2 separate regions of the Mus musculus genome follow, and region 2 is linked to region 1. A link is a contact called in public promoter capture Hi-C data. All regions are on one chromosome and are shown on one strand. Each heading gives the region's core, a stretch centred on a gene start, on an enhancer-like site or on the middle of the called end of the contact. The rest is flanking DNA. Distances are from core to core; before and after follow the strand shown. Region 1 overlaps Kdm5a (lysine (K)-specific demethylase 5A). Region 2 overlaps Cecr2 (CECR2, histone acetyl-lysine reader).

Region 1 (6,673 bases), core at 1,270-3,769:
AAGATTTCAGTAATGGTTACAAGGTTAATTAAGTAAATAGTTAATTTCACACATTTTCATTTTGCCAAACATGAAGATTATCACGTAAGAATTTTATTTGGTTATTGTTATAATGAAAAAAAGCACAATATTTCTTAACTTTTAGTCTTTGTAAAAGACTTGAGATACTTGTGGTTTAAAATTGAGTGTACACCAACCCTTCAGAAATTTACAATGTAAGTGATAGAATCCCAGAATACATTTTACAATTTTGATTTTCCTTCCAGTTAACTACTTTTCATTAACTGTGTTATCAATAGTAAGGAGTCATGAGGATACTGAAAGGTGACTGTTTTGAGTAATTTGTGTTCTTTGTACAGTGTTTGTCTGTTGGAGACCTCAGACATAGGCAGTCTGTACCTGTGAATAGCTGCCTGTCATCTTCTGATGTTTTGAAACTTTTAAATATATAATTTAATTGATTCATTCGGCTCTTCTGTACTTATTTGAAGACTTTGATATCTTAACCATAGATTTAGACAAAAACTCAAAAGACCATAAGGGAGGGGGTGGAAAGATGACTCAACGGTTAAGAATCCTGGCTGCTCTTCCAGAGGACCCAGGTTCAGTTCTCAGCACTACATGGTGGCTCACAGCCATCTGTAATGTCCTCTTCTGGACGTTACTGCACTGTACACATGTGGCATACAGACATCTATTCTGGAAAATACTCAAAACACAAATACAAGTAATTAAAATCTTTTTTTAAAAAATTAAGGATATAAGAGAAACTAGCACTCTACCCACAAATTAAAAACCCTATAGTTTGTGAGTTAATGAAATAAAGAGTCATCTATTTAAGGAAAAGTAGATGTTCTAATGTAAAGCTTTGTTTCACAAGAATTGCAAGTAACTCCATTCTTCTGTACTGTTTGTTTACATTTTGTATTAAAACTTGATTTATGTTTCTTTCTGACTCCTCAAAGTTGCACTTCTTCGTTATTAAGTGTTTAATATTTTTTAAGCTATTTCTCACTGCCTTCATTATACTTTAACAAAGGTAACGGAATGAAAAAAGTTGGAAGTCTGCCTGGTGTTTTGGCACACACACTAAGTCCTAGCACTTGGGAGTCAGAGGCAGAAGATTTAAGTCCAGTGAGTTCTACACTAGCCAGGGCTACATAATAAGAAAGAAAAGAAAAGGTAGTAGGTCATTTAGAACTCTACAGAAATACAAGGTAGCAGTCGTTACAGGTCCCTAGTTGTTGGAGAAGAGGCAGATGTTTGTTTCACCTCCTGTTATTGCTGCAGAAACCATGAGCAGTGGCTGCTGTGAACCAGCTCTGCCTGGCTGACTCTGACTTGAGCCGCAGTGAGATTATGAATTACAGTGTGGCATACTTAGAAGAACTGGGAGGCAAACATTCAATCTGTGATTGCCCATGACCTGAGGAACATGGCAGACACTGCCAGATCTGAGAGATGGATGTGATTTCACAAGTCCTTCCCTTCCTTTCCAGCTCCGCCTTTGGTCCTCAACAGGGTCCAAGAAATGTCAATTTGTTTTTCTTAGTTTGCTGGACACAGTTCAGTGAATATAAAGAAACTGCTTGTCAGCTGGGCATGGTAGTATATACTTAATCCTGGCACTCGGGAGACATAGGCAGATTGGTCTATATAGTGTGTTCTAAGACAGCCAGAGCTGCATAATAGAACTTGTCACCAAAAAAAAAAAAAAAAAAGGAAAAGAAACTGCCTGTCAGCCATTAAAATAGAAATAATGGAAAAATAAAGCCTGCCTTTTGCCAAGCAGTTATGAAGCACACCTTTATTTCCAGCACTCAGGAGCCAGAGGCAGGAGGATCTTTCTTGAGTTCGAGGCCTGTCTGGTATACAGAACTTGTTCAAGAGCAGCCAAAGCTACAGAGAGACCCTGCCTTTCAAAAGGTTACATCAGAATACTTTTGGGAGAAAGTAACAATTTGGAGTGGGTTTTGAAAATTGCAAGGTGTAAAGATTTTAAGTTGTTTAAGTCCCAAATAACCCTAAACCAAGTCCAATGAAGTTTCATTTATGAAGTTTCAAATGTGAATTCGCTTTATGTGTGTAGAATGTTGCTTTTAGCGTAGGTCCTTGAGCACAGTACCTTTCAGACATCCTGTCCCTTTAAATCAAACCACACCGTTACTTTGAATATGGATTTACTACGTGGTATTTATAGCACAAGAGGGAAAGAATGGACTTTGATGTCTGAGACTGGAGTATTCTCTTGGCCGGGATCCACTCACCGCTGTGCGGCATAGGATGTGCACCGGGAAGGGACACAACATCTTATACAATGATATGTCTGTCTAAACAGGAATATATTTTAAGAACTTGAACCTCCCCCGGTTGATGATTCCCTTACATGTTCATTAAATTTTACCAGGGTTTTTGGTTGTGTGTAAGAGTAACTTTTAGTCGTCTGGCTTAATTGTTCTCAGGCTTACTGCCTCCCTCTGCTAACCTAAGCTTAGAATATATTCACCTCCGAGACTTTGTGCTTGCCCTTTCTAGCTCTTTGTGAACTCTGGCTTTACTCTCTGCTCTGCTTGAATTGCTCTGCTAACTCTAGCAATCTGTTCCAAACTTCTGGCTCCTTTTCATTCTCTGGCTCATTCTGTCTTCACCTGTCTCTGTAAAATTAACTCTCCCAGTAAACTGCCTCTGAATTCCACGAACTCAGCTCCACTGCCTGCCTTTGAACTGACTCAACCGAAATGACTAAAGAGAACTAACTAGCACTGAGAAATCTGCATGCCTCTCTCTCCTGAGGGCTGGGATTAAGAGTGTGTACCCCCACGTCTGGACTTGAGCTTCTTGTTACCTGAAGTTTGCTGTGTACCAGGCTGGCCTTGAATCCAGAGATCTGTTTGTCTATGTCTCTGGGATTAAAGGCATGTCTGTATTCCAGCCAGATCACAGAGACCTAGAAGGTCTTTGGATGTGATCTCTTGGCAGAGCAGCCATGTTCTGAATTAAAATTACTCCACAGTTGTGCCTTACAGAAATTGTAACTTGATTTCATGATGTTTGAGCATCTGGTTTTTTGTTTTTTGTTTTTGTCTGAACTGTAGCTAATTTTACTACATTGTTTGCCATTATGTCTGTGCTCAAGATTCCCCACCCAACTCTCAGCCAATCCCATTATTTGTATTGGTGGTGATTTCAAATGGTTACCAAGTAAATGTAAATTCTAGAATGAGTACTGAAAATCCTGAGGAAAAATAGCCAATAAACAGGAGCCACTTTTAACCAGGGCCAAAGCTGTTTTTTTACTTGCTGTCTATAAAATGAAGAGCTAGGCTGAAAGAATGATTTGATTATTGGTGTGGTTATCCTGTTAGCACTGCTTAGAAAGGGTATGTGTGTGTGTTGTAAATAGAGAGAAGTAACTCTCTTCTTTTTTTTCCAAGACAGGGTTTCTCTGTGTAGCCCTGGCTGTCCTGGAACTCTGTGAACCAGGCTGGTCTCAAACTCAGAAATCCGCCTGCCTCTGCTTCCCAAGTGCTGGGATTAAAAGCGTGCGCCATCACCGCCTGGCTGAACATCTATTTTCAAGCTTATATGCTTAAAGATGCTATTTAACTCCTTGTGGGTCATTTACTTTTGAGCTACAATAACTAAAAATAATTTTCCACACAAAAGGACCACTAGCAAGATTTAATGTTTTTATTGTAATTGTTTTGTTACAATACAAACAATTGGTAGATTGGTTGATCATTGGTTTTGGTTTTTCGAGACAGGGTTTCTCAGTGTTAGCTCCAGCTGTCCTGGAACTTACGCTGTAGACCAGGCTGGCCTCGAACTCCTGAGCACTGGTATTAAAAGCTTGTGCCACCACTGCCTGGCTTAACTATTTTGAGGCCACTCATTATATTTATCTAAGCAAATATGTACATCTTTATTAAGGAATCTCACTCACTGTACTGCCTTGTACCTTGCCTTTTAGTTTATTGAGAACATTGGTATGTAACCATAAATACTGATTTTATCGCTTTTTAAAGGCTGTATCATTTGCATTATGTGAATTCTTGATTATTTATTTATTTTGGATTTTTAAGACAAGGTTTCTCTGTGTAGCCCTGGCTGTCCTGGAACTCACTCTGTAGACCAGGTTGGCCTCGAACTCAGAAATCCGCCTGCCTCTGCCTCCCAAGTGCTGGGATTAAAGGTGTGTGCCACCACTGCCTGCCTGAATTCTTGATTTTTAAGAGCTATGCATGTTGTAAGCATTCTTTATTTTGTGTTTCAAATTTTGAGCCCCTTTTTATTAGTCTTTCAACCTTATTTATAATGTCTGCTTTAACTTTTATGATAACCAACTTTTTAAATTTTATGGATCCTGAGTTTTGTTTTGATTTATTTTTTTGACATGCTTACAATGAGCTTTGGCATTACATGATATAAAAGGACTTCCCCAATGGCTTAATACTTTGATAGCTTTATTCTTTATATTACATCTCTGTTCGGTCCTGAGTTAACCACTGTGAGATATGGCAGCTTTCTCTAGATTATTCCCCTCTTGACTACATTTCTTAAGTACATATGGTGTGTTGTTTACTCTCTGACTATTGGCCTGTGCTTGCAACTCCCTGCATCTCTACATACAGTCATTTCAAAACTTGTAGTGCAAACACAACCTCTCAAGTGTGTGTGTTCAGTATGCTTGCCGTATTGCCTATCAGTTATGTGTAACAGTATCAACATAGAGTTGTATGTTATATTATACTATACTATACTATACTATATTATATTATATTATAACGTGTGCACTTATGATGCCAGTACTCAAGAGGGAATGGCAGGAAAAACAAGCATTTAAGACCGCAACCCCCCCCTCCCCAGCTACATATTTAAGGCAAAGCCTTATCCCAAGAAAACATGCAGTGGAGCCAAATAGATGGACCAGTGGCTAAAAGGCCACAAAAGTCTGAAGAGCTTCCTTTGAGCCCTGGAACCTACAGGAGAGAACCAATTCTAAAGAGTTATTCTGTGACTTCTCCATGTACATTTTCTCTCTCTCCCTCCCCACTTTCTTCTCTCTCCCTATCTCTCACTCTTCCTACTCTATATCACTCTCTTCCCTACTCTTTAAAAAGATTTACTAAGTTTATGTATATGAGTTTACTGTAGTTGCTGGGAATTGAACTCATGACCTTGACCTCTTGGAAGAGCAGTCAGTGCTCTTAACTACTGAGCCATCTCTTCAGCTTAACATTTCTTAAACTGCAATTCTTTTTAGTTTGTTTTAAAGATTTATTTATTTATTAAATGTATATGAATTGTCTTCAGACACATCTGAAGAGGGCTTTGGATCACATTACACATGAGTATAAACCAGCAACCACATGGTTGCTGGAAATTGAACTCGTGACCTTTGGAAGAGCAGTCAGTGCTCTTAACTGAGGAGCCATCTGTCCAGCCCTTATGTTTAGATTCATAAGTATTTAAGATTTTATTATATTATTAGCGGAGCTTTCCTTTTCCTTTCTTCTGATTATTGTCTTGGAAATAAGAGTTATATTTCATTTTTTTAAATGTCTAGATCTTATTATTATGTATGTGTAAGTGACAGGAGACAGAGAGGAAGGAAGAAGAGGGGGAGAGAGAAAGAAAAGGGAGAATAGTATAAAGAGTAGGTAAGAGGGGGCTGGTGAGATGGCTCAGCGGGTATGAGCACCCGACTGCTCTTCTGAAGGTCCTGAGTTCAAGTCCCAGCAACCACATGGTGGCTCACAACCATCCTTAAGGAGATCTGACTGGTGTGTCTGAAGACAGCTGCAGTGTACTTACATATAATAAATAAATATTTAAAAAAAAAAAAAAGAGTAGGTAAGAGATGGCTCAGTGGTTAAGAGCACTGACTGCTCTTCCAGAGGTCCTGAGTTCAATTCCCAGCAACCACATGGTGGCTCACAACCATCTATAACGGGATCAGATGCCCTCTTCTGGTGTGTCTGAAGACAGTGACAGTGTGCTTAGTACTCACATACATACAATAAATAAATAAATCATAGAAAGAAAGGAAGAAAGGGAGGGAGAGAGAAGAGAAAAGAAAAAAAACAGCCAAAAAAAAAAAAAGTTAAAGCCTTATGGGAAAAACTAAACTCAAAGATTCAGATATACACCTTTAATCCCACTACTCAGAAGGTAGAAGAAGGGGGATCTCTGAGTTTGAGGCCAGCCTGGTTTATAGACTTTATAGAGGCCACGAAAACTAAAAATGCACTATTGAGGCTGAAGAGATGGCTCAGTGGCTAAGAGCACTGGCTGCTCTTTCAGAGGATCCAAGTCAGTTCCCAGCCAGCATCCAGGTTAGGTGGCTCACAGCTAACTGAAACTCCAGTTCTAGGAGATTTGAAACCTTTTGGGCTCTGTAGGCACCTACACATGTACACATATAGCATACATATACATTGATACACACAATACACATAAATAAAAAAAAATGAACCTTACACAAAGGCACAGAGTTAAGAAGTATAGACCCGGAGGCTGGAGAGACAGCTCAGCAGTTAAGAGCGCTGACTGCTGTTCCAAAGGTCTTGAGTTCAAATCCCAGCAACCAAGTGGGTGGCTCACAACCATCCGTAACTAGATCTGATGCCCTATTCTGGTGTGTCTGAAGACAGCTACAGTGTACTCACATATA
Region 2 (7,394 bases), core at 2,283-4,782, 290 kb after region 1:
TGAAGAAGGAAAGCCCAATCCTCTGAGAGAAGCTAGTTTCCAAGACCTTCCTCTGCGTACTCGAGTAGAGATCCTGCATCGCCTCTGTGATTACCGGCTTGATGCAGATGATGTCTTTGATCTTCTCAAGGTACCTGTCTAGCAAGCTCTTTTTTCTAGAGAGTAAAAAGCCAGCATTTTGAGTGTGAAAACCGGAAATTATTGAGAAGCAAGAGGTTAGCTTGTTCTCAGCAGTCTTCATGCCCGTAATCAATAATGACCTACATACATAGCCAGTGGCCAAAGGACTGCCAGCCATGCTGGGATATGGCTTTAAAATTTGTTCCTTTTAATTTCCTGAGCCATGGTTCAAATAGGAGAACCTTTTTGTAGGTCCTTGTAGGTCTTCACGTAAAACAACTGTTGCAGGATTTTCCCTGTCCAATCACATTAGGGCAGTGGGAGGCTTGTGGTTGAAGGGAGGCAGAGTGAGGAGTTGAGAGAGACAGAGTGGGGGGTGGGGGTGGGGGTGGGGGTCTCAGGAAGAAAGAGAGAACCAGAATGGTGTTATCAAAAGGTTAGAATAATTGGGTTAAAGCTCTATCATTAGTATTTGGCTCTGAAATTATTGTATTGGCATCTTGTAAATTTTGTTATTATTGATACATAAATTTGATTGGCTAATTAAACATTAAGAGTCTTGATTCTACCAAATAATTAGGTGTCGAGATGGCTAACCAGGGATGCATGAGGTGTTGTGTGAAAGGGAGAAGAACTCGGGGGTGGGGGGTGGGGGGGTTGGGGGTGGGGAGCATCTGAGAGATGGCCTGGTGGGAGCCATGTGGCCTCGAAGGGCTGGAACGTTGGCGGGCCAAGAGACTGCGTGAGTGAGATCACCTTGCACAGGGGCTAGCTCTAGAGAGTTGTTGGTGGCAGCAGGAGTGCAGGAGCATGGCCTGGCCCCGCTGAGAGTTGGCACGTTCATTTTTTAATATTTCCCACAACAAACAATAGTGAATTTTTTTTCTGTAATTAACAAACTCCAGAGACTTGAAACTATATTTTTTATACACATTCCAATTTAAAAACAAAACATTGGAGAAAGATATTCTTCTGTCCTCCTTGCTCTATTGATGTTACCAATTTTAGAAATATATATTATTGTTACCTATTTATATATGTAATGGGAAAGGAGGTAGAATAATGCTTTCACAAATAGTGAAGTCAGTTTTGTTGTTGTTTTGTGATAGGGTTTTTCTTAAACTCTCCATCTTCCTCTGCCTCCCAAGCACTGGGAGTAAAGGTGTTGCCACTACTCAGTGTGGGAAGTAGTTTCTTTCTAGCCCCAAGAATTGTCTACTTTTATTTTTTATTTTTTATTTTTTTTTTTTTTTTGGTTTTTCGAGACAGGGTTTCTCTGTGTAGCCCTGGCTGTCCTGGAACTCACTTTGTAGACCAGGCTGGCCTCGAACTCAGAAATCCGCCTGCCTTTGCCTCCCGAGTGCTGGGATTAAAGGCATGCGCCACCATGCCCTGCAGGAGGTAGTTTCTAATCCAAATGTAACAGTCACATAACAGTCGTATAATTTAGTGCAGTCTCTGCTGAGTACTTGCAGTAACAGTGGGAAGGCCAGCACAGACCCATATGGCCTGGAAGTGCTCTGGGAATTGTTTTGCTGGATCTCAGCTGGAAAAAATAAGGTGCTGTATTGGTTGGAAAGATGGCTCAGTGGTTCAGAGTCCTTACTGGTCTTCCAGAAGACCCAGTTTCAGTTCTCTTGCACCTACATTGGGCAGCTCACAATTGCTTGTAATTCCAGCTTCATGAGATCCAATGCCCTGTTTGTCCTCCTTGGGCACCCAAACATAAACATAACATGCACGTACATACATACGTACATACATACATATGGCAAAGGTTTAGTACAAAACTACATGAAGCAAAGCCTTCAGAACATCTGTCTGGTTGATCTGGTTGGAAATTTGATAGGGGTTCAAGCTTGTTCAGCCTCTGTAATACCAGCACTTGGGAGGCTGAGGCAGGAGAATTGAGAGTATAAGGCTGTTCTGTGAGAGAACTGTATTGAAAGTTCTGATTGTCCTTGGTGTTATTGTCCTTCCTTTCACACGAGTACACATAAGGTAGCAATCCTAAACCAAATAGTCTTAGAATTCTTTTGATTCCTCTTTCTGTGTGAGCCAGCTGTGGAAGCCATGGTTGGGTATAGGGGGGAACATTTGTAATTTCTTCATCTTGTTCATCAAAGAGGCCTCTCTGAATTTCATCTGCCTGAAACATAAAGCACATTGCCATTTTAAAATACGATATGTATCTGAGTATAAGTTTTGAGTTGACTGTTTATTTTCCACCTGTTTTTTGTTACTCTCCCCTCCCCCCTTTTTTTTTCTTCCCAAATTGGCTTTCTCCTTTTGCATAGGGTCTGGATGCAGACAGTCTCAGAGTTGAACCTCTGGGTGAAGACAATTCAGGTGCACTCTACTGGTACTTCTATGGGACACGAATGTACAAAGAAGACCCAGTACAAGGAAGGTCCAATGGAGAACTCTCCTTGTGCAGGTACTGTCTCTAATGTCGGGGCTGTGATAACTGCTCTGTTAAAAATGCTATGAAAGTTAGTATATCAGAACCATACAGCACTTTTTTTTTTCAATGACATAATTAATTGTATTGGCATGCCTGAAATACAATAGCAAAGAGTTTTTTACTAAAAATACAAAGGAATTACTCTATAGCCTCTGCCACAAGACTGGTGAAAAATACTATGATTGGAACATGGAGAAATTCCAGATAAGAACCTTTTCAGTTCCACAGACTATTGAATACAGTAGCTTTGAGTACTTTTTCCTGTTAGGATTATTAATCTGCCTCAACGGTCCATAATCCCATGGCAGAATCTTAGTATGATGCAAAGTAAGGCCTTCAAAGTGCCTCGTACATAAGCGGTGGCCTCCTTCCTGTGGCCTCGTGAGCGAGTGATGCTCTGGCTTTATTGCGACTTCCTTACTGTTATGAACACCATTTGTTGCTAGGAAGGTGTTAGGTTGTTTTTAATAAATGTCAGTTTTCTCTGATTCCACATAAATTCTTATGGAAGAGAAGTCACTCTATTCCCCGTTTCTTCTATTTTGCATAATCCATTTTTATATCCTTATGGCAGAAAACACTGTAATTACTAATAGCAGAAATGATATTAGTTGTTAGTACTATGCCAGAACATTTCTATTTAATGATACTGTTTCTTAGGGAAAGTGAAAGGCAAAAAAATGTCTCAAATGTTCCTGGAAAAACAGGCAAAAGAAGAGGAAGGCCTCCAAAGCGAAAAAAGCTACAGGAGGAGATTATATCCAGGTAAGAAATCTCATTGCTCCATTTTCATAGACTCTCTCATACTAGAAGGTACCTTAGTTTCCCCTCATCTTTATTATTTTTACTTGTGCATAGAGAGGACATAGGTCATAGCTTACAGAGACCTGAGTCAGAGTCCACATGAAATTATCAAGCAGCCCTGTTTGTATGACCTCTATCTATCAGGTTATCTGCTTGAGCCTCTTACTTTATTTGGATGATAGTTGTTCATTTGGTGAGTATTAAACTGCACAGGACAGTACATGGCAATACAAGAAGATGAAGGCTGTGCTTGACCCATAGTATTTGATAAACATTCCTTTTAGTGTATATTTCAAAATGTGTTATACCACTAGAAAATGGGGTAAATTTGTTCTGGGGTTACTTGTGAGCTATGGATATAGTGAATTGATAGAATATACAAGGATTTGGGTTACAGATTTAGGTGGGGTATTTGTTTTTGGTTTTTTGGTTTTGTTTTGTTTTAAACGTCAGTGTCTATCTCTATTGCCCTGGCTATCCTGGTACTTGTTCTGTTGACCAGGCTGGCCTTGAAGCACCTACCTCTGTCTCCTTAGTACTGGGATTAAAGGTGTATGCCATCACCATCTGGCTTAGTTCTTCCACTGTAGTAAAGAAGGTGCTTGAACATGTACATTCACAATGACAAAATATATATAAAATATTTTATATGTCATTACTTTTTAGGGAGGTCTACTATTTTTGTGTGAGTATGAGGTTGCGTGGACATGTGGAGGTCAGAACTTGATGTTGGTGTCCTCCTTGATCATGGTTGTCTTTCCTAACACTTCGATTACATGTGCACCACCGTGCCTGGGTACCTGGCCATCTTAGCGTTTCTCTTGTCGTGATGAAACAACATAACCAAAAAGCAAATTGGGGAGAGAAGGGTTCATTTGGCTTACACTTTGATGCCACAGTTCATTGAAGGAAGTCAGGACAGAACCTCAAACAGTGCAGGAACCTGAAGGCAGGAGCTGATGCAGATGCCATAGAGGCATGCTGCTTACTGCCTTGCTTCACGTGGCTTGACCAGCTGTTTTCTTTCTTTTTAAAAAAAAAAAAGTAGCCGGGGGTGCGTGGTGGCACGTGCCTTTAATCCCAGCACTCAGGAGGCAGAGGCAGGCGGATTTCTGAGTTCGAGGCCAACCTGGTCTACAAAATGAGTTCCAGGACAGCCAGGGCTACACCGAAAAACCAAAAAAAAAAAAAAAAAAGTTTATCTGCTTATTCTTTTGTACATATTTAGTGTTTGTCTTTTATGTATGTCTGTGTGAGGGAGTTGTATCCACTGGACCTTGAGTTACAGACAGTTGTGAGCTATCCTATGTGGGTGCTGGGAACTGACCCCAGGTTCTCTGGAGCTCCCCAGCCTACATTCTTTCTTTCTTTTTCTTTCTTTTTTTCTGCCCCCCCACCCCACACACACACAGCTCATCATCCCATTTCTCCTCCACCCTGTCTCCAACAAAATGCCTCCACCCGCACCTCACCGCCACCTCCACCCTTCTGCCAGGCCTCCCCACCCCCTAGGGCCTCAAGTCTCTCCAGCTAGGTTAGGCACATCATCTCTCATTGAGGCCAGACCAGGCAGTCCTCTGCTGTATATGTATATATAACTGCCTCGGATCAGCTAATTATTCCTGTCAAAAAGAACTGCAGGGACAAAAATGGAGGAGAGACTGAGGGAAAGGAGGTCCTTTGAGGGGCAAAGGCAGGAGGATCCTAAGTTCCAGACTAGCCTGAACTACATAGCAAGGTTGTAATAACAAGAAGGTGGTAATGGGAAGAATTCTTAGAAATCACATGGCTAGGCTAGTATGTAAGATCTGTTAAATTTAAGATTACAACTGCCTGGTCCTTCTTCCTTTTGGAAAGTGTCTGTACTCACTTGTGATCTATATATTGAGCATTTGTTTAAGGATTTCCTGAGAAGTCCACACATTCTTCTATAGTCAGAAATCTGTTTTATACCTATCTTAATGTTGGGGATATAGAACCATTGTACCATTGTATTGGTACACATGGGCTTATACTACCCTCTACTGGCAAGTGACAGTCTTGAGCAGAGGCAGTTCAGTTTCATAGTCCATCTTCCTAAGGGTGTAACTGTAAGCTTCCTTTCTAGTGTAGCCCAGAACCACAGCGAGAGAGCACCAGAATCGCAACTGTCATTTCCCTTTTCATTGTGGTGCTACCATAACCTTGATACTTGGCTCTCAGCACTCCCGTTCTCTGCAGCAAGCCCACCATCCATTCTAGTTTTATTTCTCTTTAGAATTATTCTTCCTAACTTTGAACTCTGACAGACTCCAGTCCTAGCCACCATTATGTTTACTGGATCCACACCTGCAAGAAAGACAAACAATTTGGGCATGTGAGTGTTTTAATTATTTTCTCTTTTTTCTTGTTTTTCAGTGAAAAGCAGGAAGAAAACTCCTTGACATCTGACCTACAGACAAGAAATGGTAATGATATTTGTTGCTGTCTCTCAGCATGATTCATACATATATTACAGTCATACATTGTATTAGGATGATTCCAACTGCCTCCAGCTTGTTGCTCCCTGTTTCATCCTTTCCCCTGCCATCCATCTCAGACACTTAAGATGAGAACTAGTTCTGTTCTGTCACCTGCCACAGTATATGCCACAGACATTTGCGTAGACAAGCAGTTAGGGACCTGGAAAGGATTGAATGCATGCATGTTTGTATATACATACACACATAAATGCATTATTAGATTTTAGTTTTTTGAGTCAAGGTTTCTCTGTGTGTAGCCCTGGCTTTCTTCGAACTGACTCTATAGACCAGCTTGACACCTGCCTTTGCCTTCCAAGTGCTGCGATTAAAGGAATATGCCACACCTCACCTTGATTAGATCTTAATTCTGTATCCAAAAGTTTTAAATTTGGAAGGAAATAGCCAATTTGTACACAATCTCAGTTTCAAAACCATTTTTCTAGAAAAATAATATATTTTTAACCATTTCTAGAATGTTAAATTTTTCTTTAAATCACAATAAGAGGGGTTTTGTTGTTGTTTTGGGTTTTTCCTTGTTTGTTTTTGCTAGGCATTTGTCTGGTTACAAACAATGATAATAATAGGAAAACTAAAAGTATAATAATCACAGCACTTTGAGGCAGAGGTAGGCAAGTTTAAGGCCAGTCTAGTCTATAATGAGACCCCACCCCCCCAAAAAAAAAGTATATATTATTTTCTAGACACTGGGTGAAGTGCTTGTAATCCCAATGCTTTTGGGGCTGAGGCAGGAGGTTTACTTAGTCTCTGGAGTTCAACACTTTCATAGGCAACATATTGAGGTCCTATTCTATGAAAGAAAAGAGCGTGCTATCAGACTTGAGAAGATTAGCAGCTCCTTTTTTATGATTCCTCTGTTTGAGTCATGACCCAGGGTAATAGGAACAAAAGTCTAGTGTAGGCTCTATTTTAGTGAATCCATCCATTTTCTGTAGGATCCCGAGGGCCAGGCCAAGGTACTTGGTGGCTCCTGTGTCAAACAGAAGAAGAATGGAGACAGGTCACTGAGAGCTTCCGAGAGCGGACCTCTCTCCGAGAGCGGCAACTCTACAAGCTCCTTAGCGAGGACTTCCTGCCTGAAATTTGCAACATGATTGCCCAGAAGGTAGGTCCTGCCTACTGCTCAGGCCCATGCTGTTCCTTCCTGATAGGACTGGGTGTTAATGTAGGAGCTGTGTGGACCTGCTTTCCCTATCCTGGTGTCATTTATGATGTTTCTAAGTCCATGGCTAATGCCTGCAGTCTTTACAATGGCTTTTTGCAAACTGGAACCAGCTTTCTTGTTTTCCTATTACTTTTACTAGAAAACTTGGCCCAAGTTTGCTCTCTCCCACACTCCAAGAAAAATGATCGTTTTAGGAATTAACCTATTTCGCCCTCACAATGTCAGCCTTTGAACATTTGTCCCTATAGACCTGTGAAAGTTCCTCACCTGACTACACCTGAGCTGTTTTGTAGTTTCTCTGACCTGAGTGTAAACTTTACGA

The links. Capture Hi-C pulls out chosen DNA fragments and counts their contacts.
Region 2: a contact with region 1 is called in a promoter capture Hi-C map of liver. The contact joins two enhancer-like sites. A contact is called at or near these places in 16 of 484 Hi-C or Micro-C datasets (3T3-L1-derived adipocytes, CD4 T cells, cardiomyocytes and 10 more), 2 of 115 datasets of contacts at active chromatin or transcription factors (astrocytes and bone marrow-derived dendritic cells) and 2 of 9 other capture datasets (liver and pancreatic islet).

Annotation. Positions count from the first base shown.
Region 1 is chr6:120,441,297-120,447,969 of GRCm38.p6, forward strand. It overlaps Kdm5a (lysine (K)-specific demethylase 5A), which reads left to right. Exons shown (of 28, transcript NM_145997.2): 28 at 1-3,278. Among named protein-coding and RNA genes, the nearest start is that of Il17ra, 19 kb to the right of the region's middle. Within about 2 kb of position 2,520, at least 16 of the 459 cell types and tissues checked have an H3K27ac peak or open chromatin away from gene starts, as enhancers often do. A contact at or near this core is called in liver, where this site is marked.
Region 2 is chr6:120,731,314-120,738,707 of GRCm38.p6, forward strand. Cecr2 (CECR2, histone acetyl-lysine reader) reads left to right here. Exons shown (of 19, transcript NM_001368706.1): 3 at 1-130; 4 at 2,418-2,557; 5 at 3,245-3,349; 6 at 5,786-5,835; 7 at 6,843-7,012. Among named protein-coding and RNA genes, the nearest start is that of Slc25a18, 39 kb to the right of the region's middle. Within about 2 kb of position 3,533, at least 1 of the 459 cell types and tissues checked has an H3K27ac peak or open chromatin away from gene starts, as enhancers often do. A contact at or near this core is called in liver, where this site is marked.